4 separate regions of the Mus musculus genome follow, and all the other regions are linked to region 1. A link is a contact called in public promoter capture Hi-C data. All regions are on one chromosome and are shown on one strand. Each heading gives the region's core, a stretch centred on a gene start, on an enhancer-like site or on the middle of the called end of the contact. The rest is flanking DNA. Distances are from core to core; before and after follow the strand shown.

Region 1 (6,052 bases), core at 1,509-4,008:
ATAAATAATCCCAGGCAGGCAGGGAATCAGCAGAAAGGCAGCCAGGTGGGTGTGAAGTTGAAGCTGGTGGAAAAGATGACTTCTCAAAGTAAATTAAGGCTCCCGTTCAGATCAAGGGATAGCACGTCAGACTCTCCCGGGAGCACTGTTCTTGGCTAAAAACAGGCCCACCTGGACTTGCAGGCTGGGCCAGCTCCACTAAGAAAGATTCAAGGCCAAGGCCAAGAGGGAAGCAAGGGCACTGAGCAACAATAACAACAGAAGTCCAAGAAGCTTCTCCCTGCAAGCTGGTCTCCCCCACCTGACCCTTTCAGTCCACCCGGCCCTAATGCTTACCCCATGTATAATGTACCAGAGTAGCTGAAGGGTAATGGGGCTATGGCAATGGGGAAAGGAAAGAGCTAAGGGAGCAGAAGAGAGCATTCCACCCCACACCCAGCCCCCTGATCGGCCTGGACCAGGAAGGAGGGTGAGGACACAAAAGAGGGAGGAAAAAGAAGAAAACAAGGACCAAGTTATACCTCATGACTCCACACCCAGCAACTAAACAGCAAGTCATGAGGGAAGGAGAGAAGCCAGGGGAGGGAGGATGAAGTCAGGTCACAGCCCTGCCTGGAATGTGCCCAGGTCTATCCCACCCCAGCCACAGTGGGCCAGCCAGGAAAGCCCTTCCCTAGTCATGTTTTGGAAAAAAGAAAAAATTGCTCAAGGTCAGATCCTTTCTATTCAAAGCCTGCTTTCCTCTTCGTCTGCACCAGGCTGAAGGCTCATCCCTCTCCAGCAAGCCTTCTTTGACTTACTCAAAACCAGCAAACCTTGCCTAGCAGTTCTCCTACGGAGGGACACCACTCTGCACCCATTCTCTGGGACCCCACCCAGGAGGCTTAGAAATTAACTGGCCCAAGCAAGCCACAGCAGGTGGTCAGCCCTGGGGACTGACTTCTACATGGTCCCTGGCCCAAACAGGAAAAGGTGATCCAAGTCTTAGGTCTTTTATTTTGTTTATTTGGTTTGGTCTTCAAGGCAGGGTTTCTCTGTGTAGCCTGGCTGGCCTGGAATACAGAAATACACACAGCTCTGTCTCTCAAATGATGGCGTTAAAGGTGTGTGCCACCACAGCAAAGACAAATCTTAGGTTTTGATCTTAACCCTACAAAGGACACACTCTGACAAAATAAATGTTTAACCTCCTACCCTTCCCAGGCTTTGGTGTCTCTGGCCTTTGAACCCAGCATTGGGGAGGCAGAGACAGTAGAATCTCTGAGTTCAAAGGCAGCCAGGTCTACATAGCATGTTCCAGGACAGACAGCGCTACGTAGAAAGACCCTGTCTCGAAACAAAACAAAACAATAAGAACTTTTCCTATCCTTTCTAGAGAAAATAATCCGGAGAACTGAGGGCATTATAACCACTGTCCCACTGACCCAAGCTGATTCAAATGTACCCTTCTTTACTCCGAGGTGGGCCAATGCTCTCAGTCCTGGTACCCTAAGACAGAGTCACAGAGTACGTCTATACGGTGAGGTGTATCCCTGAACGTTCAAAGGCCAAGTGTCCTGTGTAACCCCTGGGAAGGCTGGGGTGTCTCCCTTCAATCTTGCCTTGGAAGATAACACCTCACCTTCCTGCTTCTACAAGGTGAGACTTCCTCTCCACTACCTACAGGCTAGTCACCTCTTTGAGGAAAAGAAGGCAGACCCTGAAGTCTTTAAATTTCCCTTCTTGAATTCCCACAGCCTCAGAATCCCATTCCGAACTTTCCTTGGCCATGTACTGCCAACGCTTGGTCACTACACCAACTCCATCAGGCCTTCCAGGCCCACCAGGCTGCTGGGGAGACAGTCAGGGGGAATTGGGGAGGGCAGAAGGCTGAATGAGAAGTAACAAACAGTATACGGGTTTGTGTCCTTGAGTGGGAGGACCGGGTCCAGACGTCCCAACCAGCCCCGCCCGGTTAGGCCTTCAACCGTTTTTGTCCCTGCTCCCAGCGCCCCAGACTCACTGCGTGTGCTGGGCGCGGCCTGCGCGGAAGACCTCGTCCAGAGCTACGGTTGCCCGGCCCAGAAACTTGTCCACGCCGATGAGTGAGCGATGCATGGTGGTGAGCACGAGCTCGCAGGCGGCGTTGGGGCCGGAGGCCCAGGGCGCAGGGCCCGCATCTGCCTCCTGTGCCCGCAGCAGGCCGTCCAGGGCTCCAGGCGGTAGCTCGAACGAACACTCTTCGCACCATTCCGGGCAGCCTTGCGTCTTCTCCACTACCGAGGTGCTGTACTTCTCTCGGCCCACCTGGATCACCGTGTACGCGTCGCTGGTGCTGCCGGCGCCCGAGCTCTTGCCCCTCAACCCGCTGGCCCGCAGCACGGTCACCTGGACATGCGTGGGCAGCCAGCGGGAGGATCCGGCCGCCGGCTCAGGGTCCCGCACCAGAGCCATGGCGGACCCTGGGACAGAGTGACAGACGTGGCAGCCGCGGGATGCTGTCAGGAGCCGGCTCCCCCGCGCCGCCTGCAGCGCACCGACCGCCGCAGCTGCGGGCTGGCCTGGGCCAAGCGGGCCGCCGCCTCCCCGCCGCCCCGCCTCCCGGGCGGCCGGCCGCCCCGCGACGTCACGCCCCGCCTAGGCCCAGGCCAGGCCCCGCCCCCAGTTCCACCAGCATATAGCTGCCTAAGAGCTAAAGAAACCCAGAGAGGGGCGCGGCCTCTGCAAAGATGTGGGCGGGGCTTTCTCACTGGCCCAGCCCCTCTGGGGGAACCTCAAGCTCCCGCTGCTCTTCTAAAAGGTGACCGGTGCAGAAGGGCGCGGCCTCTGCGTGTGTTGGGGGAGAGGATTGAGATCTGGCCATGCCTTAATCACGACCGGATTCGCTTGTGCACAGTGCGGAACTGCAAAGGAAGAAATGGAGGGGGCTAGGGACGAAGGCCGCTTGCAGCCTCTGCAGAGAGGTGGGCGTGGTTACCACCATGGCCCCGCCCCGTTTAGGCAGCGACTCCAAGCTAGAGAGCCGAACCTCTCTGCATAACTATCCACCGCGCTCTACCTGGACAGTGTCAGGGTTTTCTGCAAGCTCCTGTACTCCTGAAAGCCCTCGCTGCTTCGAAGATCCATTCTGCTCGGCGTGGATTTGAGGGTAGATAAGATGCCTACTCTAGAGACCCCCTAAATCGCACATGCGCTCCCATTTTCAACTCTCTACATATATGTGATGACCTAGAGCCGCCGCTGGGAAATCACTGGAGTGGGACTTAAAACAATCTTTTTCTGCTTTGATTTTTCCCCCACTCCCTTTTTTTTTTTTTTTTTTTTTTTTGGAAACGGAGTCTCTTCTGGCTCTCCTGGAACCTGCTATGTAGATTACGGCTCGAATTGTTAAATTCCTGCCTCCACTGAGTGCTGGGATTAAAGGCGTGCCCACTGGTTTTAAAACTTTTGTGTGGCCAGGTGTAGTAGTGCTCACCTTTAATCCCAGCACTTCCACTTGGGAGGCAGAGGAGGAAAGATCTTTTTGAGTTTGAGACCAGCCTGGTCTACATAGTGAGTTCCAGGCTAGCTAAAACATTAGCCTTATATACAAACAAGGCAAACAGGGCCTTGTTGGTAGTAGACAAGCATTCTACCACAGGACTAATCTTCCACCTCTAAATCCATTCATACTTGCCTACTGTGTGTTGTGTTCTGAGAACTGCCAGCACACTTGTTTCATTATTAAGATAATGGTTAATAATTATGGATGCTGAATTTCAGCAAGAGTCGGCCAACAACTGACTCATGAGCTTTCTGTGCATGACCTCACTCATTCTTCAGAGCCACCCTATATGTGAATTTGGTTTCCCAGAAGGCAGAATTATAGGTTAGATAAATTTACCTAAGATGCATAACAAAGAAGCTGTTGTAGCACAGCCTATAATCCCAGGACTCTGAAGGCAAATTCAAGGCCAGCCTGGGCTACATGGTGAGCCTTTACTTTTTTCTGTTAACTTTCAGAGCCTACCCTTAAATTAGATTTTTTTTTTCAATTTTCAAGACAGAGCCTCTCTGTGTAACCTTGGATGTTGTGGAACTCTCTTTGTAAATCAGGCTGGCCTTGAACTCACAGAGATCCACCTGCCTCTGCCTCCCAAGGGTTGGGATTAAAGCCATGCATCACCACTGCCTGGCTTAGAATATTTTTTAATAATGTATGCATATATACTCAGGACAAAAACAAAACAGTAGGCAACAAGGTGTCTTCATTGCCACTAAACCTGACAACTTGAGTTCGATCCTCCTCAGGACTCACGTGATAGGAGAGAGCTAATTCCAGCAAGTTGTTCTCAGACCTCCACAAGTACACCGTAGCACACTCTCTCACACCAAATATAATAATAAAACTTTAAAAACATCGGAAGGGGAGAAGAAAGAGAATTCAAAAGTCCTCCCTTCCTAGATCCTGGGGTATATCTTTTACTTTATTCTGTCTGTCTTTCTGTCTGTCTGTCTCTGCGGGGGGCAGAAGGTGTCAGAGAACAATCCTTGGGCCTCAGTTCTCACTGGATCACCTGAGGTCATTAGGCTCTGTGGCAGCTACCTGCTCTACCTACTGAGCTTTCCTATCTGATTATACTTACTTTAAATTTTCTATTTGAGACGGGGTCTAACCGTGTAACACTGGCTGGCCTCAAACTCACAAGAAGCATCGTCCTCCCTCTGCCTCCCAAGTGCTGCTATTAAAGGTATTCTCCACTATTCCAGGCCCTTTAGTAACTTAATTTTGAGATAGGGTCTTTGTAGCACAGGCTGGCCTTGAAATCACCATAAATTGGCTTTGAACTCCCGAGCCCTCCTAACTTTCCCTTCAGAGTTCTGGGACTCCAGATCAGCACCACCACGCCTATCTTCAATTCTTATTTTTGTTTCCTGCCAGCAACTCCAGTTGTATTCCAGAGAGAAGCCCCAGGGTCTCACTCTGGCTCGATAACTGAGCCACACACCTCTGAGGATATACCTCCTAAAGCTATTGGTGTTTCCAAACCTTGGGGTTGACTCCACCTCGATGTATAAATTGCTTCTGTGGCTATATCTAAATTTGGTGCTGGCCATTATCTAGTGCCTTCCTGCTAAGGTAGATACAGACTTTATCTGGCTCACACCCACTCTCCATCCTCGGTCTTATTAGTTCTACTACTGGCCTTCCTTTATTGGGTGGTTCACAGGGCTAGCCTTTCTTTCTTATGTAGTGCCCAAATCTCTACTTACCAGGCCACATCCTCCACTGGGAACTCAAAAGGGGGAAGTCTGCATACCAGACAAAGGAGACTCTTGGGAGCACTCCACTACAGCCCATCTGGTCAGTCTCCCACAGTAGGGTGTGTGATCTCCATCACATTTTAGATAGAGTCTCTTTGTTGTTTTCTCCTAGACTGACTACACCAAGAATGCTGGCCCTCGAGCTTCCCGGAATTCTTTCTTCACCTTTCATCTCTGAAGTAAGAACACTGGGAGTACAAATATGTGCTTTGTACCACACCCAGCTTTATGTGGGGTGTGGGGATTCAAATCAGGGTCATCTCCACTGTTGGCAATGAGGTAGAAGCTTTGTGTCACAACTAAGGCTCTAGATTCCATCTCTAACACCACATAAGCTAGGTGTGGGAGAACACTCCTTTATTCCTGGCACTTCAGAGATAGGAGACGGAGGATCAGAAGAGGTTATCCTTGGCTACACACTGAATGTAAGTCCAACCTAAGGTACAAGAGACCTTGTCTCCATAAAAAAAAAAAAATTGTTATTTGAAAAATACAGAAAAGAAAATAGAAAAAGCACCGGCCAGAAATCAACACTACTAGCAATTTGTCTTTCTAATCTTTACACTATATCTGCATATAATTTGAGGGCCCTAGAGAGTAAAGGTTAAACCTGAGGGGTTTGACTCTACTGTTTATGGTCTGTGTTAGCTCCTTTGCCCACCCCCACCCCAGACAACCACGTGACTGAGATAAGTGCTTCTGCTGCCCTCTGGTCACTGATGAGGAAACCCAAGCAGAGAGCCTAGGCCATTTCTCTGAAGTCACCAAC
Region 2 (6,052 bases), core at 2,151-4,650, 2.7 Mb before region 1:
AGGGGAATGAACATTAGGAAAACTAAACCAGCAATACTTCTAACTAAAAAAATAGTAACTTTCTTTGGAATTTTCTGTTGCTGATTAAGGCAGTATGTCACTGGCCACACTAGGCTGGAGCCCCCCTTGTAGCACAAGCTGGCCTCAGACATAAAATCCTGCTGCCTCACTCTCCCAAGGACTGGCACTTACAGGCATGAGCCACCTTACCTAGCAACTCTGATTTTGTTGATGACAAGTCTCTGTTTAAAGCAACGAATAAAACTAAATATATTTTAAAAATAAAACTTCTCAATAATTGAAATAAATGATATTAAGGGATGGCAAAGTCACAAAGTAAGGCCAACCTCCAAAGCTATGGTGTCCCTGAAGGCACCTACCAATCTGAGAGGTCTGAGAGGGGCTGTGTGGCAGGCTGAGGGAGATAAGAATCAAACTGCAGTCTGCCTAAATGGGAAGGTCTAATAACCAATCACTAGAAATGACAATAATCAATTAAATACTATAAATTAAATACTATGGGCTGTCAAAAACAACATAGTAGTAAACTTTTACATACCTAATCACATGGTCTTACAAAATAAACAGAATCAAAAATTCAAGTGAAAATAATCTACAGTTGTGGTAGGAGAATTTAATGGACAATTCTTACTCAGCAACTGATAAAACAAGCAAGCAGAACAGAATAGAGTACTTTCTCTTCAAGAATATAAAGACCACCACCAAGGATGACCATACACTGGACTATAAAACAAGTTGGGCAACTAATTCAAGTTATTTTTAAGACAAATAGGTGGAAAAACAAAATCTACAACTCAAAGAGAATACTCAAAAATCTAGACTTGAAGCAGACATTGGAGAGAGATCTTAGAAGATATCAAAGAGAACATCTAAAGAGTGCCATGGGCAAAGGTTAACACAGAGAAGCAGAACAGAGTGAAAAAAGAAGAAAATATTTCAGCGTCAGACAAGGTGGCATATGCCTATTTATGTATGTATTGACTTATCATTATTATTACTAGCATTTTGGAGGTGAAGACAGAAAAGGAATTCAAGGTCACTCTCAGCTACACAGTGAGAGTTCAAGGCTAGTCTGAGCTATATAAGACCCTGTCTTAAGTTAGGAACTGAGGGTGGAGAGATGACTCAGTGATTAAGACCTCTTGCTAGCTGGGCGGTAGTGGCGCACGCCTTTAATCCCAGCACTCGGGAGGCAGAGGCAGGAGGATTTCTGAGTTCGAGGCCAGCCTGGTCTACAGAGTAAGTTCCAGGACAGCCAGGGCTATACAGAGAAATCCTGTCTCGAAAAAATAACAACAAAAAAGACCTCATGCTCATCAGCAGGCAGTTGTGAAGCACACCTTTAATCCCAGCACTCTGGAGGTAGAGGCAAGTAGTTCTAGGATCTCTGCGAATTCAAGGCCAGCTTGGTCTACAGAGTGAATTCCAGGAGAGCCAGGGCTACACAGAGAAACCCAAGTCTCAAATAGAGCAAAAACAAAACAAAAAAGTGCTTGCTGCTCTTCCAGAAGCCCTGTTCACAGCACCCATGTTTAGCAGCTCACACTACTCTTCTGGCTCTTATGGGGGTACCTACATACATTTGGCATATAGAAACACACATACACGTAAATAAAAAGGAATCTTAAAAAAAGTTACAAATTGTTTCTAATTCTTAACATTATAAAGGAGCAATATTAATATTTAGTTTGGAGATATAAACAGGATTCAAAATCTAAATCCAATTCTACTGGTAATTTATATACTCCCTCCTTCTTCTTTTAAGCTTGCAATTTCCCTGTAGAATTTCTAATTCCCCAAGAATGGAAAATGTTCCTTTTTTTTCTATCAAAACAGGGAGAATTGCTGCCATGTATACAAAGGAAAACCACACATCTGTTTTATAAGGTTTTATAAGGTTTGAAGCTCACATCATCAACAGAGAAATAGTCTGTGCAGGCAGTGAACTCACCTTCTAGAAAAGCGAATTCATCCACAGCTTCTATTGCATTATCTGAAACACAAGGTAAAGGGATACTTGATTGGCTCTTGCCATTCAGACATCAGACCCAACATGGAATTTTATGCAAATGACATCACTTACAAACTGTAACCCAGAGGTCCTAAGATCCATCTTTACACTCACTATTCTTTTAACTGTCTCACCTCAAAAGCCAGCGAAAATGCTGTTCAAGGCATCCTACAATCCTGTCTTATTCCAAAATTCACTTTTCTCTCTACTCTAAAGACACTAGAACAAGGCCGGGCGTGGTGGTGCACGCCTTTAATCCCAGCACTTGGGAGACTGAGGCAGGTGAATTTCTGAGTTCGAGGCCAGCCTGGTCTACAGAGTGAGTTCCAGGACAGCCAGGGCTGCAGAGAAACCCTGTCTCGAAAAACAAAAACAAAAAAAAAAGATACTAGAAAAAGAGTTTGGCAGCATAGAAGGGAATGAGAGGTACAGTCTCTAAAGGCTTACACATGTGGAAGGGTTACCAGGTAGACAAATAAACCAAAAGCCAAATTTCCCCTTGCTTCAATGATGCCTTGTGAAACAGCTATAAGAAAGCCCAGCCCATAGCTCCCCTGTCCACCCTGGGGTACCACAGCGACTCTACCCAAATCTCTCCTCTGGAGAGTTTTCCTCTTTCCTTGTTGAGCACAGCAGTAGGCATCTTTTGCGATAGTCTCCACGAACAGTTCCTGCAACAAAAAAAAAAAAAAGCAAGCAGAGATTAGTGGACTCTAGCCCACTGAGATGAGCAATCCTGTGTAGACGTGGACAAGAAGGGTAAAGGGGGAACTCTACCACACAGGAAAGTTCTAGAAGCTACCATTGTACTGAACTTATGAAAATACTTCTGCTATCCCTCTCCATAGCTCCAATCCCCCTGCTCTAATATCTCCAAATCCACCCTACTCATTCATTAGGATCCCCTTCAAGTTCTGTGTGAGCCGTGGGAGCCATGCAAACTAAATTTGCGTGGGTCCTCGTGAAGAGGAGAGTGGCTAACCAACTCAAACGGGGCCCACAGAGGCCTTCCTAGGTCTCAGTCAAGTCAGGTCGGCGTACCAGGGCCCGCCACGCCCCCTAGCGCCACGCCCCCTAGATGCCACGCCCCTTTCCCCGACCCAGGCGCCCTTGCTTCCCCGTCGCACCGCGGCACGCGCCAGGATAAAGATGGCTTCCTGTCCCGCCAGCGTTACGTCAGGGTCTGCCTTCACCAAGGCCTTTACTCTCGCCAGAGGCAGCCTCGAGAGGCGAACTCCCCCGGGTGCACTCGTCGGGGCTTGGGCCTGCGAAGCCGCTGCCTCCCCTCCGGGAGCCTCTTCCTCTCTGGGCGTCCCGCTCCCAGCAGCCGCCGCTGCCGCCATCCCCTCCCGAAACGTGTGGCGCGCGGTCGCTGACTGAGCGCGCGCACGCGATTTCGGCCCCTTTCCCGCGCCGGGTAGAGACCACGCCTCTCCGTGTGGGCGTGGCCCCACCCTCACTAGGCGTGGCGCGCCAGAACCGCCCCCTCTGACTCCGGGGTCTGATGTACTCTTCCGGGCGGCCACAGCCTGGAAGCGGCCGGGCGTGGCCTAGCTGAGCCGGAAGTCCGGATGCTTCTCTAGAGCCTCAGTAGGTGCTGAGTTTAACCTCTAGGCCAACAGGAGGGGAACCCGTGGGTGTCCCCACAACGCTGCCCCGCGCAGCGACAGACCCGGGCCAGCGCCGGGGATCATGTTTTAGGTGGAATGGGACGTTTGACGGGCAGAATTGGAAGTGCGGTTTAGTGGGAGGAAACCACTGCAAAAAAGGCGTGCAGACACGGAGAGCAAGTTTTGTCTGTGGTTGGTCAAACAAGGGTTAGCTCAGAACACTGATCTCCTTACTCAAAACAACAAAACTAAAAACTGTGTTCTCTAGGAACATTAATTGCATAGGGTTTATGTTTTAAAATACTAGTATGTAGTGTTGGCAAAACATTATCATGACAAGTAACTTTTCAAAAACAAAAATTGGCGGGGCGGTGATGGCACACGCCTTTAATCCCAGCACTTGGGAGGCAGAGGCAGGCGGATTTCTGAGTTCGAGGCCAGCCTGGTCCACAAAGTGAGTTCGAGGACAGCCAGGGCTACACAGAGAAACCCTGTCTCGAAAAAACCAAAACCAACAAAACAAAACAAAAACAAAAATTGATGAGAAAAAAATTAATGTCTCCTTTAGAAAACAATTTGATCGTCTAGCTGCTTCTCAACATTTTACTATCTGTTTTTTTGCATAGTTATGGAAAATTCCACTGCACCTTCTTGAGAGAATGAGAATGACTAAGATTAAGATAACTTTTACCAGGTGTGGTGGTGCACGCCTTTAATATAAGCACTCAAGTAGCAAAAGCACATCATGCTCTTTGAAACCAGCCTGGTGTACAGAGGGAGTTCCCAAGCCAGCGAGGACGACATAGTAAGGCCCTATCTTTAAAACAGAAAATCGCTTTGACCTCGCCGGCCTCTGCAAAGGATCTCCAAGAAGCCTCTCCCTGCCTCTTCTTACCTATGAGTTCTCATACCGAACCAGAGATCTGGCATGGAAGTGTGGCAAATATTCGCAATAGGCAAGAGAGACAACTCAGTAAAGTGTATGCTGCTCATCAAGGACCTGAGTTCGAATCACCAGAACACAGTAAAAGGCTAGTGTGATAGAACTCCTGTAACTTCTGCACTAAGAGAACAGGATTGCTTAAGTTCTTTGGCCAGCTAAGCTAGCCGAACCAAATCAGTGAGCTTGTGGACCTTGGGCCTTTATACCAACAAATGCATCCAACACACACTAAATTTTTAATATAAGGCATAATAAGAACACTGTGTACCTAGTTAATTGCTTTATATAAATATTAATGTTTAGTCATAATGCCTGTACTATTGATGCAGGTAAGTAATTTTATTTACAGCTATGAGTGAGCCACAGACTGTTCCACAGTGTACCTGTGGAATAAGGGGAAGCCAAGGGCTCATTGCATAATAACCTGAAATCATTTACTTCCAAATTTAAGCAATAAACTTTAACTGGGTCTATACACAGAGGCCCCACTGGAACAAAATGAGTTTTGGCCAGAATTAAAAGCTCCAGGGGAGGAGCGATGAGTTACATTGTACCAGAGTTTTCCTTAGGACCTTTGTCTTGAGTGCTCTCTACTGTGTACTTAAGAAAAAAAGAAAAAAAAAAACCAAGAAACTTTATTCTTATTGGTTGATTGTTCGTAGAAATTGATTACATAGATTTCCAATCTTTTCACCCCAACTTTGAAATGATTTAAATCCAATGTAACCTGTAAGGATCACTGTACTGGGCTCCTTCCACCCTCTCAATTTTGTAACACCTCCAGGTCCTCTCTGCACCTGGACCATATAGACTGGGTCTCTAGTTCTTTTGTTCTTCCCCCAAAGCTTTTATCTACTTCAGATCCCAGGTTCTCTTCATTATGGAAACTTCTCTTCCCACCTAAAGCTCCACAGATGAAGTTAAATCAGTCATACTACTGAACACCTGTCCTTTAGAGTGCTGGTCCCACAGTAGCACGGAGCCTCTCCCTGTGCATTTTACTTCTCTAGTCCTACTTTCCCCAGATTGAAAATTCCTGAAAGGAGGTGTTCTGTCTGGTTTTGTTCGTTGTCTTGAGACTATGATAAAGTACCCAACACTTGGGTATTCAGTAAGTATTTACAGAGTCAATGGATCATTAACAATAGCTCATCTGAAACTAAAATCGCCTCAGAAGGCATGTTAGAATCTGAGGGCAAAAGTCATTATCTGAAAATGTCTGCTAAGGGTCTCTAGTCCTTTCTGCACTGTTTTAGACAATCATTTTTTTTTCCTGGTATTATGAGACTGTAGCCCAGGCTAGCCTAGAACTGGTGACAGTCCTCCTGCCTCGGCTTCCCAAGTGATGGAGTTACAGGCTCCAGCCTTTGCATTCAGCTTTAAGCAATCAACTTGACATTTGCTTATGGACTTTGTTTAATAGAAAGCAAATACATTTCATAACTTTAAATCCCTGAAAATCAGTTA
Region 3 (6,052 bases), core at 2,001-4,500, 2.5 Mb after region 1:
TGGAAGTCTAGACCAGGTTGGCCTTGAATTCAGCCTGCCTCTGCCTCCCTAGTGCTGGGGTTAAATGAATGTGCCACCAAACCCAGCCACCCTGTTTCCTTGTTAAAAGGGAATAAGGATACATAACTTGAAGAGTGGTTAAGATAGTAGACTATGTAATTATGGCTGACATAGTAGATACTCAGCTATTAAGCCTTTGCACAGGTAGTCAGGACATGCAGATACAGATAAAATTAACCAAGGTCAGAGTAGTGAATTATAGGGTAAAACAGTTTTCTTATGGTTGGTACTCTTATTTTTCATCATGGTGGCCAGAATCAGGTAACAGACTGTATCTTGCTTTTTATTATATCTAGTTTGTTACAACAACAGAGTGTGGTATTGTGGTGCCATGCCAATTTATTGGAGCATAGATGTATGTTCAGAGGGCAAGAACTGCCCTGTGGTCTCAGTATAACAACTGTGATAAGGCAAGGATAACCCTTTGCTTGGGAAATAGAACTTAAGGGTCTAGAGGATAAAAATGGATATAAATCACTGTGTTAAGAAGGCCAGATGAAATAGTAAAGTTAGCTCAACACACATCATAGTTGGTGGTGAGGGCCCTGTATCTTTGAGGTGATATAACAAATGGGTAGCCAAGTTAACTGGCTAACCTGAACTTAACCATGATTCTGGGATCTTTTTATACTGCTAAGATACTAGCAAGAGGAAGAGAACACACATCTGTTGTCTAACAGCAGTGAAAAGGAGTGTTCTGGGTTTGGACATAGGAGGCAGTCCTCAAATTTAAGAGATGGGCCTCAGTTCTGGTATTAAATGAGTGTGTCACCACTCCTGGATTTTCCTGCCCTTTTAAAACAAGTTTATTCTGTAGCCTAGGCAGGCTTCAAATGTATTTGCAATCCTGTCCATCCTCCCCAAGTACTGGGATGGAATAGGCCTTTATCACCACACCTGGCTTGTATTCATAATGTGCAAAGCCTTCCTATTTGCATGAGGCCATAAGTTCACTTTATTATCCCAAGTATTTAGCAACCTGAAGTTAGACAGTGCCAAAACAAGAGCCCTATTAAGTGAGGCAGTGTGGAAAAGAGCATTCTCCACATAGTCAGCCAGGGTGCCTTGCTTGGTGTTAGTACTCTGGTTCTCAACTTACTGTCAGGAGGGAGTAGAGGGAGGCAAAATCTCTCTGGAAATGCATTCACCTAACAATCACTCCAGCAGTGCCTTATTCACTATATGTTTTTAGGTCTAAAAGGTAAAAAGCCATACATCATTACAAAATCTTAACATTTGCAGTTGTTCAACTGCCAGAATATAAGCCCTTGGTCTTCAGCTGACTTGGCTTAAAACATTTTACAAACTGCACATCTCTTTGAAATAATTTACCTCTTGGTATTAATATGAAAATAATCCAAATACAATAATTTCCTAATGTGAAGTAGGAGGTAAATAGCCAGATATCGTACTGTTAAGAGTTTTAAAAACTTGTTACGAGTTGTAATTTGAGGGAAAAATTAAGCCCTTAATTCAGCCCTTGGGATTCCAATAAATTATTCCTTTTATAGTCCAGCATACAAAGAGTTCCTTGTAGACAAGCAGCAAACTTAAGCTTTAAAAGAAAAAAAAAAGCACCTAGGACTATGCGGGTTACAATTTGATAAGCTTGAATTTTAACCAAAGTAACTTTCAGTTTTTCAGACTTAAAGAATAAAGTGATAAGGATCACAGTTTATGTATCTTTTTTTAAAACTTTCAAAATCTTAAATTCAATATATACTAGGAGCAAATGGCTAACAAATTTGCAAATTTAAAATTAATCCATTGTCATAAGTCTCTCCAGAATTGGGTCAAGCAACAGGAAATGGTAATTTTTATCACATAAAACTACATCTGGGGGTAAATTGGGGATATAACTTAATTCCCTTTTACTTTAATGCAGTCAGATTGAGTGTCGTGGTTTCTTGTCTATTTTGTGTCTTCAAGAATATTGCAAAAACCTAACCAGCCGATTGCTGTGCAATGTCTCCTTTTCCAAGACCCCCACCCCCACCCCAGATGTAGTCACTTCCTCTGAAAGTGCCTGGTGGCCGAGGCCATGTGCTTGACATGTGGCAACAGGCAAAAGGCTTCACCTATAAAATCAACACCTAAACCCAAGTGAGAACGATTAAACCGTCCTAAAACAGGTTTTCACGGTAATGAAAAATCTAGATTGATCTTTGCCAACTCTACTTCCGAGGCTTTCTTGTAATTTATATCCATTTAATCCGAGAAATATTGGCAAGGACTTCTGCCACCCTGATGGCCTTAAAGGCCTGACAACCTACGGGTCCTATCCACCCGGTTCCCGCTCCATTAAAAAAAAAAAGGGGGGGGGGGGGTGAGGGACCTAAGACTTGACTCTCATCGATCCAGGGAAAGGTGGTTTCTTTTGACTAACGATGTCGAATAAGCTGCTTAAGAATACGAACTACAAGAAATCAGGAGTTTGAATAAAGGTCGCCAGTACAGAGAACCGAATCCAGACTCCCAAGCCTTACAGCGGCGTGCGCGGGCTTCGTCACAGGCCAGGTCCTGAGGCCCCGCAGCCGCTGGCACATGGCCCGCCAGGCCTCCACCGGGCGCTCGGCCTGGGGACCTCCACCTCGACCAGGCTCTCGCCCCCGCCACACCGCCCCGTTCCAGGAGTTCCCGCCACACTGGCCCTCGGCGCTAGGCCCGCGCGCGACTCTCCTCGCCTCGGCCCCAAGGGCGCCGGGCCTCGTCGCCACACGGATGAGGCCTGCGTGGCCCTCGGGGCCAAGAGAGGGCCCCACGCTCCAGCCCTAGTGCCAGCGCCGCAGGACGGACAGGACGCCCGCCACAGTACGGCGGGCCAGAAACTGGAGCCGAGACGCCGCTCGGGCCGAGCCCCGCGCCTGACGCAGCAGGGCGCAGGCCGAGGTGCGGCCGCCATCGCGCCTCGCAGTTCCGGCCCTCCGTCCGTCTCGGCCGCACCAACCCCGCCACCTCCGTTGCGCAGGCTACACCCTCGCCTCTCACCTTCGGCGTCTGAGCTGCCCACAGCGGAGGAGACTCGGACGAAGAACCAAGAAGGCGACTCGCAAAGCAGCGGCTGTTTATTTTCAGGGTCCTTGCCTGCGCCACACGCGGGTCTGCACACGGCCCCACACACGCCGCTGCGCACGGCTCTCCTCCGCCTCGCCCACGGATCCAATCAGCGCAGGAAGCCAGGCCAGCCAATCAGAATCGCCCGCTGGGAGCGCGGCCTCGCGCGAGGGCGGCAGGGGCGGGGCGGACTGCTCCACGCCCAGCCTCTTCCGGCCCGCAGCGCTCGCGGCCTTCCCGCCCGTACCTGGGTTCCGTGTCTACGATGAGTGGTTCGCTGCTTTCCTACTAGCAGTTCGTCCCTCGAACCTTTGCTGGTTCTCTCCAGCCTACGGGGCTGATCCGGGCAGTGGTCGCAGCTTGCGGGAGCCAATCTCCCCCTGCCCGGCCTCCCCTAAGCCTGGTGGGGCTCAGAAGCAGACCAGGTTCCAATACACACACACTTAGGTTTGGGGGAAGGTCTTAGTGGCCTGATCATAGAAGCGGCTGTGGCTACCGTTACGGTCCATGAGATGCGTTTGGGTTTTGTGTTTCCTGGGTATAAACCGACAGCGCGCTGCTAGTGCCCCTGGCTTGCAATAGCCCCAAATGAAAATGCCTAATGAGGTTGAAGATGGTGACAGGTGATTTGTGTCACAACACTTCTTGTGACCCATAATGAATGACATCCCTAGGATTTGTGGATGAGAGGAGGCCAAGAAAGTTATTGCCTGGGCTGCCCCATTCAGGAGTGACCGTCGTTTGCATTTCATGGTGTCTCCAAAATAGATTGTGTGTGTAGTCATAGGTCCTCAAAGCAGAAGATAAATTTTTCCTGTAAGTCCTGGGTTTGATTCCCTAGCGTTACCACACACCCTGAAGACAATTTCTATATAAACTAAAGCATTCTAGAACTCTGTCCCGTTTTAATGATTTTTTTAATACAAACATGAAGAATCTGGAAATCTCAAGTCTCTTGAGTTCTAAAAAGTACTAAAATTTGTCTAGATTTTAGTTTCCGCTAGCGACTTACTCTTTAAACTTACACATGGGCCTGCAGAAATGACTTAGAAGTTGAGAGCAGCCAGGCGTGGTGGTGCATACCTTTAGTCGCTTGCACTTGAGAAGTAGAGGCAGTAGGATCTCTTGTCAGTCCAAGTTCATCTAATCTACATAACAAGTCCCAGGTCAGCCATAGCTACATAGTAAGACCTTTGGGCTGTAGATATGGTTTAGAAGAGCATTTGTCTCGCACAAGACTCTAGATTCCATTTCAACAGAAGAACAAAATGTTCAACCATAGTCAGACCCAGTCTCAAAATAAGCAAAAAAAAACAAAAACAAAAAACAAAAAAAAAAAAAAAACACCAGCAACAACACATGCTGCTATTGAAGAGAACCAGAATTCAGTTCCCAACACCTATATCCTACTAACAACTACATATAACTCCAGGTCCAGAGGATCTAATGTCCTCTAACTTAGGAGGTGCACATAAATATACCCAGCCACATACACATAAATCTTTGTTGTTGTTCTCGTTGTTTGAGGCAGGGTCTCTACATGGCCCTGGCCATCCTGCAACTCACTACTCATAGACCATGCTGATCTTGAACTCACAGAGCGTTGCAGATAAAGCAACTGCAGACAAGCAGCATCTTCATAAATTCTAGCAGTGAGTATGTATAAGGCAAAGCTATATATGAAGCCCCTACTGCTTCAAAACACGAGAACCCTAAACTGCTTTTTGCTTTTAAGACAGGATCTCACTATGTAGTCTTGCCTGGCCTCGAACTCAAAGATATCTGCCTGCCTTTACCTCTTTCTACTAGAATTAAAGGTGCATGACATCATACCAGTCTAAATTAATAATTTTTTGACTTGTTCCTAATTTACCATTTTAAGCACAATCACACATAAACTGTTTGATCTTTCTTTTAGGCCCAGGGATGGAATGTTTCTTATATTAAAAATTGCTTTGAAACTGGGCGTGGTGGTGTGACAACTGATGACTCTTCACTTGGCGCCCAACATTCTCTAATTATCACTATTCATGGAACCAGACTGGCCATGAGGCACTGTGATAGTTGGCAAGGAGATCTATAATGGAAGTTAACTTGTAGTTACTGAATATGTCCACCCATTTCACACAAAATGTTTAAAAATAAGGCAGAAAAACAAAACAAAACAAAACAGCTTTACCAAAAGCTGAGCTGTGGGTCAACCAAGACGGTTCACCAAGTAACATTGTCACTGCCTGGTTTCACAGCCTGGGCTTGATCTCTGAACCCAGATGTGAGAAGGAAAGAATGGATGCTCCTCCGCCCCCAACTTGTCCTCTGACCTCTATACACATGGGATAGCACATTTCCAAATATACACAAGCGTATACATACAAAAATATATAAATAAAGTATATTTTTTTAAGTTAAGCTGTCAATGATGCTGAAGAAATAGACTCCTGCTCTAGTCTCTGCCCTTGGGATGTGTTTTACCCATCCTCCATGCCTGTTCAATGTTAGGCATTGTGCGTAGTGTCACCTGGGTTACAAAGGTATTCAGTTATCCTCTAGACCTTGCTCTTGAAGAACTTGCCGGTTAGCAGGGGCCATAAGAAAGTACTGAATGTTGAAGAGAGGACCAGCGCTATGACTCAGCAGGATTCAGTCCTTAAAACAGGTCACAGTAGAGCAGCTACACTTGCCAACTCTCCATTTCCCATTCAGTGCCCAGCTGCATAGCACATGCCTTAGATTCTGCTGTCAGACTAGGATGATACATAGGTCTTTTCCTTTATGTTTTCTGTGCCAGCAGGGACACTGCTGTGACTTTACTTGGAAAGTATGTGGCTAAGGAAGAGGAGAACAGACTGATGTTTCCACCCATGTACGCCTCCAAAGCAGAAAGGGACTAGACTAAATCCTGAAAAAAGCAGGCTGGGTGTGGTAGAGCACACCTGTA
Region 4 (6,052 bases), core at 1,817-4,316, 2.3 Mb before region 1:
CTAGCCTCTTTTATAAACAGCGTAACACTGAGCACGATCCACCCTACTGGCGAGGTGCCGTGTGGCTGAATATTAACTACCTAGCTTTGGGGGCACTACATCACTATGGGCATGTGGAGGGTCCTCACAAGGTTCAGGCTGCCAAACTCTACCATGAACTGCGGGCCAATGTAGTGAGAAACGTCCGCCAGCAATACCAGGCTACCGGATTTCTGTGGGAGCAGTACAGTGACCAGGATGGGCGGGGCATGGGCTGCCGCCCCTTCCAAGGATGGACCAGTCTTGTCTTACTGATCATGGCTGAAGAGTACTAATGGGACAGAAGGAAAGCTAGGCCATTTGTGTCACTTGGAATATGCAGACAAGGGCTTGGGTTTCTGGTCTCATTGTTTCAGATCTTTGTAAGCTCATCTCAGGTGTCTCCTTATTGTCATCCCATATAGCTCTGGGGTGAATGTGAACTCAAAGAGTCTATTTTTCTAAATAAACTGGAAAAGAACCTAACTGACCCCTTGCTTTAGACAGTTTTGCCTTGGAGCTGCCTGTTATCCTCATGTAAAGTGATAAATGGCCCGTTTCTTCCCTTCAGGGCCAGTGTGGTTAGGAGGCATGCAATGAGCTGAGATCTACTCTACCCAGAATCACAAGCAGCTGGTTCATGTCTCTTTAATGAGATTAAAGGCTCCTGTGTATGTCTTGGGAGTGAGTAAAGATAGCACAGTCCTCGGTGCTGCCCCTCTTCAGGGCTCCAGCCCTTTCAGGCGTGTTCTAGGAGGGTGGGGACGGTCCCACATGGAGGACTGCAGTTGAAACCAGGGCTGAATCCTGGTGGCCAAGTAATACCCAGTTTCCCTCTTGAAACTACTTATGGGATGTCCCCACAACTAGAAGCCAGCCCCATGGGAGGAACTTGGGACACAGAATCTGGGGGCAGTGCACAAGGGGAATGGTCTTCCAGATCTGGCTGGGAGGCACTAGCCCTCGCTTCCTTGAGTGGCTCACCTTCACTGGAGTCAGGACAAGGGCAGAGCTCAATACCCGAGTCACCAGTTAGGCGACGATAGCGGCAGGAAGGGGGTATGTGAACTGGGCTCAATCCTGCCCTGGGCTCACCCTCCTGGTGAGGGAGAGCACTCTGCTGGGAGGAAACACCTTCTACATTTGTCCCCTCCAAGTGGGCAGAGCAGCTGGATTCGGAAGAGCAGCGGGTGCATTCACTGGAAGTAGTCCAAGGGTAGCCTGGGCCCACAGTGTAAGGAGGTGGCGGTGTGCCTGGGTGGTGAACCACATCCTCGTAGGCTGGGGGTTTGAAGGCGCTGAGGAGGCCTGCAGGAGAGAGAACAGCATGGATGACTGAAGGACCTGAGCTACAAGAGTGCTCTGAAATGTCTGCCAGTGGAAGTGTGGGGTGGTTGAGGGTCCTGGCTTGGAAGGGGCTACTGGTTCTGCATCCAAGAGCTTCAGGTCACTCACGAAGGTCAAGCAGTGAACCGGTTGGAACAGGGCCAGCCCCGTGGCATGCCCCATGGTAAGCCAACAAGTTGATTTCACGCTGCCGCTGTTGCTGTTGCAGCCTGAGTTTAGCCCTTCGGTGGCGGAAGGCACAACAGCAGCTAAAGAGGATGAGGACAGTCCAAAGCAGCCAGAACCCTGCAGGAGGCAAAGAGGGCACAACTCAGACCACCACCCCAGACTCCAGCCCTAAGCAGAGAAGGGTCTTTGGTAGCTGAGTTCAGAAATCCAAGGGAGGATGGGCATGGAACCTGAGATGGATCCCTTTGAAGACTCACACCAGAGTTCATAGTAGTAGGTGCAGCAGCCAGTCTCCCCACAGCAATGACCAGTCTCACAGAGGTAGGGCTGGGTATTCACTCCTGGGCACAGCTCTCGAAGCTGGAGGCAAGGAGGCACTAAGAACCAGGGGCTTCTACCCAAGGCCCTGTCCACCCCCACCTCCTGCACGCACATACAGTCCCACCCACGAGCCGACCTAGCTTGGAAGGATGGCATGGGATGCTAAAAGGAGGGTCTATATGTAGGGCTATCAGTATGGAAGATTTAAAATGCCAGAAACTAGTGAGAAAGTAAAGTGTAAATACAGAGAAAGTGATATCAGTTCTTTAAACCCAATACTTTTCTCACAGAAGCCTGGCCCCAAGGGTGGTTTTTTGTAGGCTAATGTTTTAAAAGAAACAAAACATAGTGTGACAATGGGTAGGAATTTAAGGCCATTTCCAAAGCTAAAAAGCTTTCAACATCTCCCACCCCAAAGGTCTGCCTCCCACACCCCCAAGATGGTTTTTTTTTTCCACCCCTGGGTCTCAAGCTCCCTGGGGTAGAGGAGGCACAGTGTGAGACCCAGAGCAGTGCTCCCAACCAGATGGGATTGCTGTGGATGATAAAGGATGGTATCCAGGGCGCGAGTCTGGGTTCCAGCTCGTCTCCAAATTGCTCCCTCAAGAGAAGATGCTGCCGGACTCTGCTGTGACAATAGGCACAGAGAAAAACATCACAAATAACTGCTGCAAGACAGAGGGAACCTCCCTGGGGGTTTCACTACGCCTCTGGTAACTGGAGAGCCACTGCAGGCTTGCATTGCAACCATGAGATGGGGTCTAAGAGGGTGCAGGTAAAGTCAACTGCATCTACGTAATAAGTCTAGACAAAGAGTAGAATGGTCATGTTCAGGAACTTCAGAGTACCTTTGGCTCCATGAGCTCCTCCCCCACCCCGGACAGGAAGTGACAGGAAAGGGGAAAGAGAAATAAATGGCTGTAGTGAGATAAGCTTTTAGAGCTGCTGGGATACCTGCTGTTGCGGCGCCTGAAGTGACCCCCAGGCCTCTTCGCTGCTGTTCCTGCTGCTGGCCCGAGCCATGCCTCCACCTACAGACCCCTGAAGACCACAGCCTCCTCCACCGCCAGCTGCCCCGCCCCTGCCACCTCTGCCGCCACTTCCATGGTCCCTGCCCGGCCCATCGCCACCGGTGCCACCATCACTCCGCGGCCGGAGCTCCCGGCCGGGGAGAGCACCTCCAGAGGACACAGTTGCTCAGTCCAGCCAATCAGAATCGCTAACTAACAGATCAGCCAATAGGAACCGGTCACAGGTTTCTCCTTTTGCCCAATCCGCAGCGGCGCCTGTGCCGCTCTCCCAGACAACAAGAACTCACACAGACAAAGACAGGGGAAAGGCTCGACCAAATGCCTGACTGACAGCAACAATAGCCAGTACGGACAACAGAACAAGCTTTGACTTATCGGCCAATGAACGGCCGTTCAGCACAAAAATTTTCGCCGATTGGCTGAATGACTTTACACACTCAGGTTCAGACTCCGCCGGCTTCCCACTCCAGCAATTCGATACAAGCTGAGGCACTGTACGAAATTTAATAGGGTGGGGGAGACAGCAGGAATGTGGCGTGGGAGAGGTCTTAGGTGGCCAGGAGTGGGGACCCCGGGCCCTCGGGCCCTCCCAGCCGTAGCTGCAGGTTGATGCGGTAGCACTGTAGGCTGCAAAGGGCCTGGCCGGTGCGGGAGCAGGCATAACGACGCGGGTGGGGGCAGCCGGGGACAGAGCATCGTGGAGCGGGGCCCGATGGGGCAGGCCGCTGTGCCACCGCCGTGGGTGTGGGAACGCCGGGAGGAAAAGACAAGGTGGAGCCCTGTGCCCCGCTGCAGTAGCGCACCATGGGTGCAGGGGCCGGGGCAGCAGCCCGTCCTCCGCGCCGCTCGCCCCGCGCCGCCCCGCGCCCTCCACGCCCGCTAGGAGCGGCCGTCTTGGTGAGGCGCTCAATTGTCTGATTTTTGTGCTCCTCGGCCCTCCTCGCCGCCTGCAGCCGCCGCTTCCGTGCACGCTCCTCACGCTTCAGCAGCATCTCTTCGGTGAGGGCAGGGGCAGGGCAGCCCCCACCCACTGGCAGAGGCAGAGTCGGGGACGGCTGGCTCCGCGCCTTCTGGAGGAGGGCTCGCTGGGGAAAGAGACAGAGGATGTCTGAGAACCAAATGGCGAGGTTTTTGGGGTCACCCACCCCTATTTTCGTTTGTTTTTGTTTCGAGGCGGTCTCACTATATAACTTTGGCTGCCCTGTAAGTCACTATGTAGACCAGGCCAGCCTGGAGCTCACACTCTTGCCTCTGTTCCCTAGGTGCTGGGATCAAATGCTTGTGCCACTGTCCCCATCTTTAGGGACCCTTAATACCACACTTCTCTTCCCAGGGTTCCTGCCTCTCACTCAGGTCCAAAGGAGGAAACAAAAGTATGGTACCCTGCCTGCCCCTTGTGTAGGTTTTTGTTGTTGCTGTTATTTTAAATAGTATCTCAGGAAAAAACATCAACTTGGATTTGGCTCAAACCAAAAAGAATTACCCTGGATTCCTTTTTTCTCCCACTAAGTAGCTACTTCCGTCATACATCCAGGCTTCAGTGCAGGTTTCTCTATTCCTTTTACTACTTTCTTCTGGACTCGGGCCATCACCAGCTCTCCCAGTTTCCACACCCCATACCCCTCTCCCAGTTTATTGATTGATTGTGTCAGGCTATCTATATGTATTTTTAGATGCCTCGGAATTTGTAACCATCCTCCTGTCTCTCAAGCTCTGGGGCACAGGTCTGCGCCACGACAGCCTACACTTCAGCAGCTTCCTAAGGAAATTCCTTACCCCTACTAAGCTTCACAGCACATAATTGCCAAAGTAATTAAGCCAGCTATGTCACTTGTCAGTATATATCCCCCTGGGTGACCTGGCCACACTCTCCTTCTGGGTCTCTGTGCCCCTGGGCTCTATGTCAGCTGGCCTCTCTGTCTGAGAAGCTCCCCTGGTACTGGAAATGTCATCTCTTCAAAGGCATTCTAGACTGGAAAGACTACTCAGCGGCGAGGAGCACCGGCCCTTGGGGAGGACTCTCATTCAGTTCCCTGCACCTACATGGCAGCTCTCAACTGTCTGTAAATCTAGTTCCAGGAGTTCTGATGACCAATGGCCTCCATGGGCAACGGGCACACACTCATCCACATAAAGTAAATACGATTTATCTTTAAAAAACAAAAGAAAACAATGAGCTAGTCCCCACAACTACCCTAATGTTTCTGTCTTGGCAATTTCTACTTCAGCATTCCTATTTTCTGTAGGATTTTTTTTTTTTTTTAAGGTTTATTTATATGATCACACTGTAGCCCTCTTCAGACACACCAGAAGAGAGCATCAGATCCCATTACAGATGGTTGTGAGCCACCATGTGGTTGCTGGGTGTTGAACTCAGGACCTCTGGAAGAACAGTCAGTGTTCTTAACCATTGGGCCATCTCACCAGCCCTATTTTCTGGAGTTTTAAAAAGTTACTTAGGAGCTCTGTGTGTGTGTGTGTGTGTGTGTGTGTGTGGCAGTACACACCTTTAACTCCAGCACTTAGGGGCAAAGGCAAGCATATCCCAGTCAGGGCTTAAATACTAAGATCCCAATTCAAAAAGGAAAGTCATTTACCTTCTGTCAGCATGCACTTGAATATCCACCCACCTTCCTTTCCTGTTCCTCTCACTGCCTAAGAAACAACAAGCTCTCCATATGTTTGTCGAGTGAATACAGATGGAACTAACTTACCTGTCTCGCTGTAAGCAGCCGCTCATTGATCTCCTTCTTGAGGTCTCCGTTGTCATCCAGCTCTCCCTTCTCCAGGGCGTCTAACCATCTCTGTTCCTCCTCTTCCTCCTGGCCCTCCAGATCCCCTGGCAGGTCCCGAAGTGGGGAGGGGGACAGATTACTGTCTTCATCTGGGTGGGAAAGTTGAAGGAAAGTGCAAACATTAATTTATCGAAGTTGGTCCTAGTACACTGAAAATTCTCAGACCCCACCCTCTTCCTTTTGCTGGTTAGAAATGAGCAACCCAGCTTTGCCACCTCTACGGTCTTCTCACCCAGCCAGGCGCGGTACTGCTCCAGAGGTACGCCTTCCATAGGTTCCTCTTCATTATCCACCACCATCAGGGGAGACGGTGAGCGAGGCCCCTCAGGAATCACAGTGAAAGTGGGGACACTGCAGAGTAGAAACACTACT

Evidence for each region. Promoter capture Hi-C pulls out the DNA fragments that hold promoters and counts their contacts.
Region 2: a contact with region 1 is called in a promoter capture Hi-C map of pre-B cells, with 5 times the contacts expected there. The contact joins the promoter of Pole4 here to the promoter of 4933423K11Rik in region 1. A contact is called at or near these places in 1 of 39 promoter capture datasets (pre-B cells) and 1 of 484 Hi-C or Micro-C datasets (CD4 T cells).
Region 3: a promoter capture Hi-C map of liver shows a contact between it and region 1, with 2.7 times the contacts expected there. The contact joins the promoter of Cnbp here to the promoter of 4933423K11Rik in region 1.
Region 4: a contact with region 1 is called in a promoter capture Hi-C map of pre-B cells, with 3 times the contacts expected there. The contact joins the promoter of Wbp1 here to the promoter of 4933423K11Rik in region 1. A contact is called at or near these places in 2 of 39 promoter capture datasets (frontonasal cranial neural crest and pre-B cells) and 1 of 9 other capture datasets (liver).

Annotation. Positions count from the first base shown.
Region 1 is chr6:85,372,096-85,378,147 of GRCm38.p6, forward strand. 4933423K11Rik (a long non-coding RNA gene) reads left to right here and starts at 2,759. Exons shown (of 4, transcript XR_869208.2): 1 at 2,759-3,127; 2 at 5,396-5,462. Rab11fip5 (RAB11 family interacting protein 5 (class I)) reads right to left here and starts at 2,539. Exons shown (of 6, transcript NM_001003955.2): 1 at 2,003-2,539. The coding sequence starts at 2,433.
Region 2 is chr6:82,649,465-82,655,516 of GRCm38.p6, forward strand. It overlaps Pole4 (polymerase (DNA-directed), epsilon 4 (p12 subunit)), which reads right to left and starts at 3,401. Exons shown (of 4, transcript NM_025882.3): 1 at 3,160-3,401; 2 at 2,619-2,703; 3 at 1,973-2,014. The coding sequence starts at 3,375.
Region 3 is chr6:87,847,856-87,853,907 of GRCm38.p6, forward strand. Cnbp (cellular nucleic acid binding protein) reads right to left here and starts at 3,251. Exons shown (of 5, transcript NM_001347325.1): 1 at 3,049-3,251. It overlaps Gm44064 (WAS/WASL-interacting protein family member 2), which reads left to right and starts at 1,647. Exons shown (of 2, transcript XM_030255689.1): 1 at 1,647-1,652; 2 at 2,505-4,458. The coding sequence starts at 1,647. The coding sequence ends at 3,383.
Region 4 is chr6:83,118,395-83,124,446 of GRCm38.p6, forward strand. Wbp1 (WW domain binding protein 1) reads right to left here and starts at 3,067. Exons shown (of 5, transcript NM_016757.2): 1 at 2,809-3,067; 2 at 2,378-2,482; 3 at 1,791-1,893; 4 at 1,474-1,650; 5 at 650-1,326. The coding sequence starts at 2,877. The coding sequence ends at 866. Ino80b (INO80 complex subunit B) reads right to left here. Exons shown (of 5, transcript NM_023547.2): 3 at 5,913-6,031; 4 at 5,600-5,769; 5 at 3,371-3,970. The coding sequence ends at 3,434. Mogs (mannosyl-oligosaccharide glucosidase) reads left to right here. Exons shown (of 4, transcript NM_020619.3): 4 at 1-508. The coding sequence ends at 314.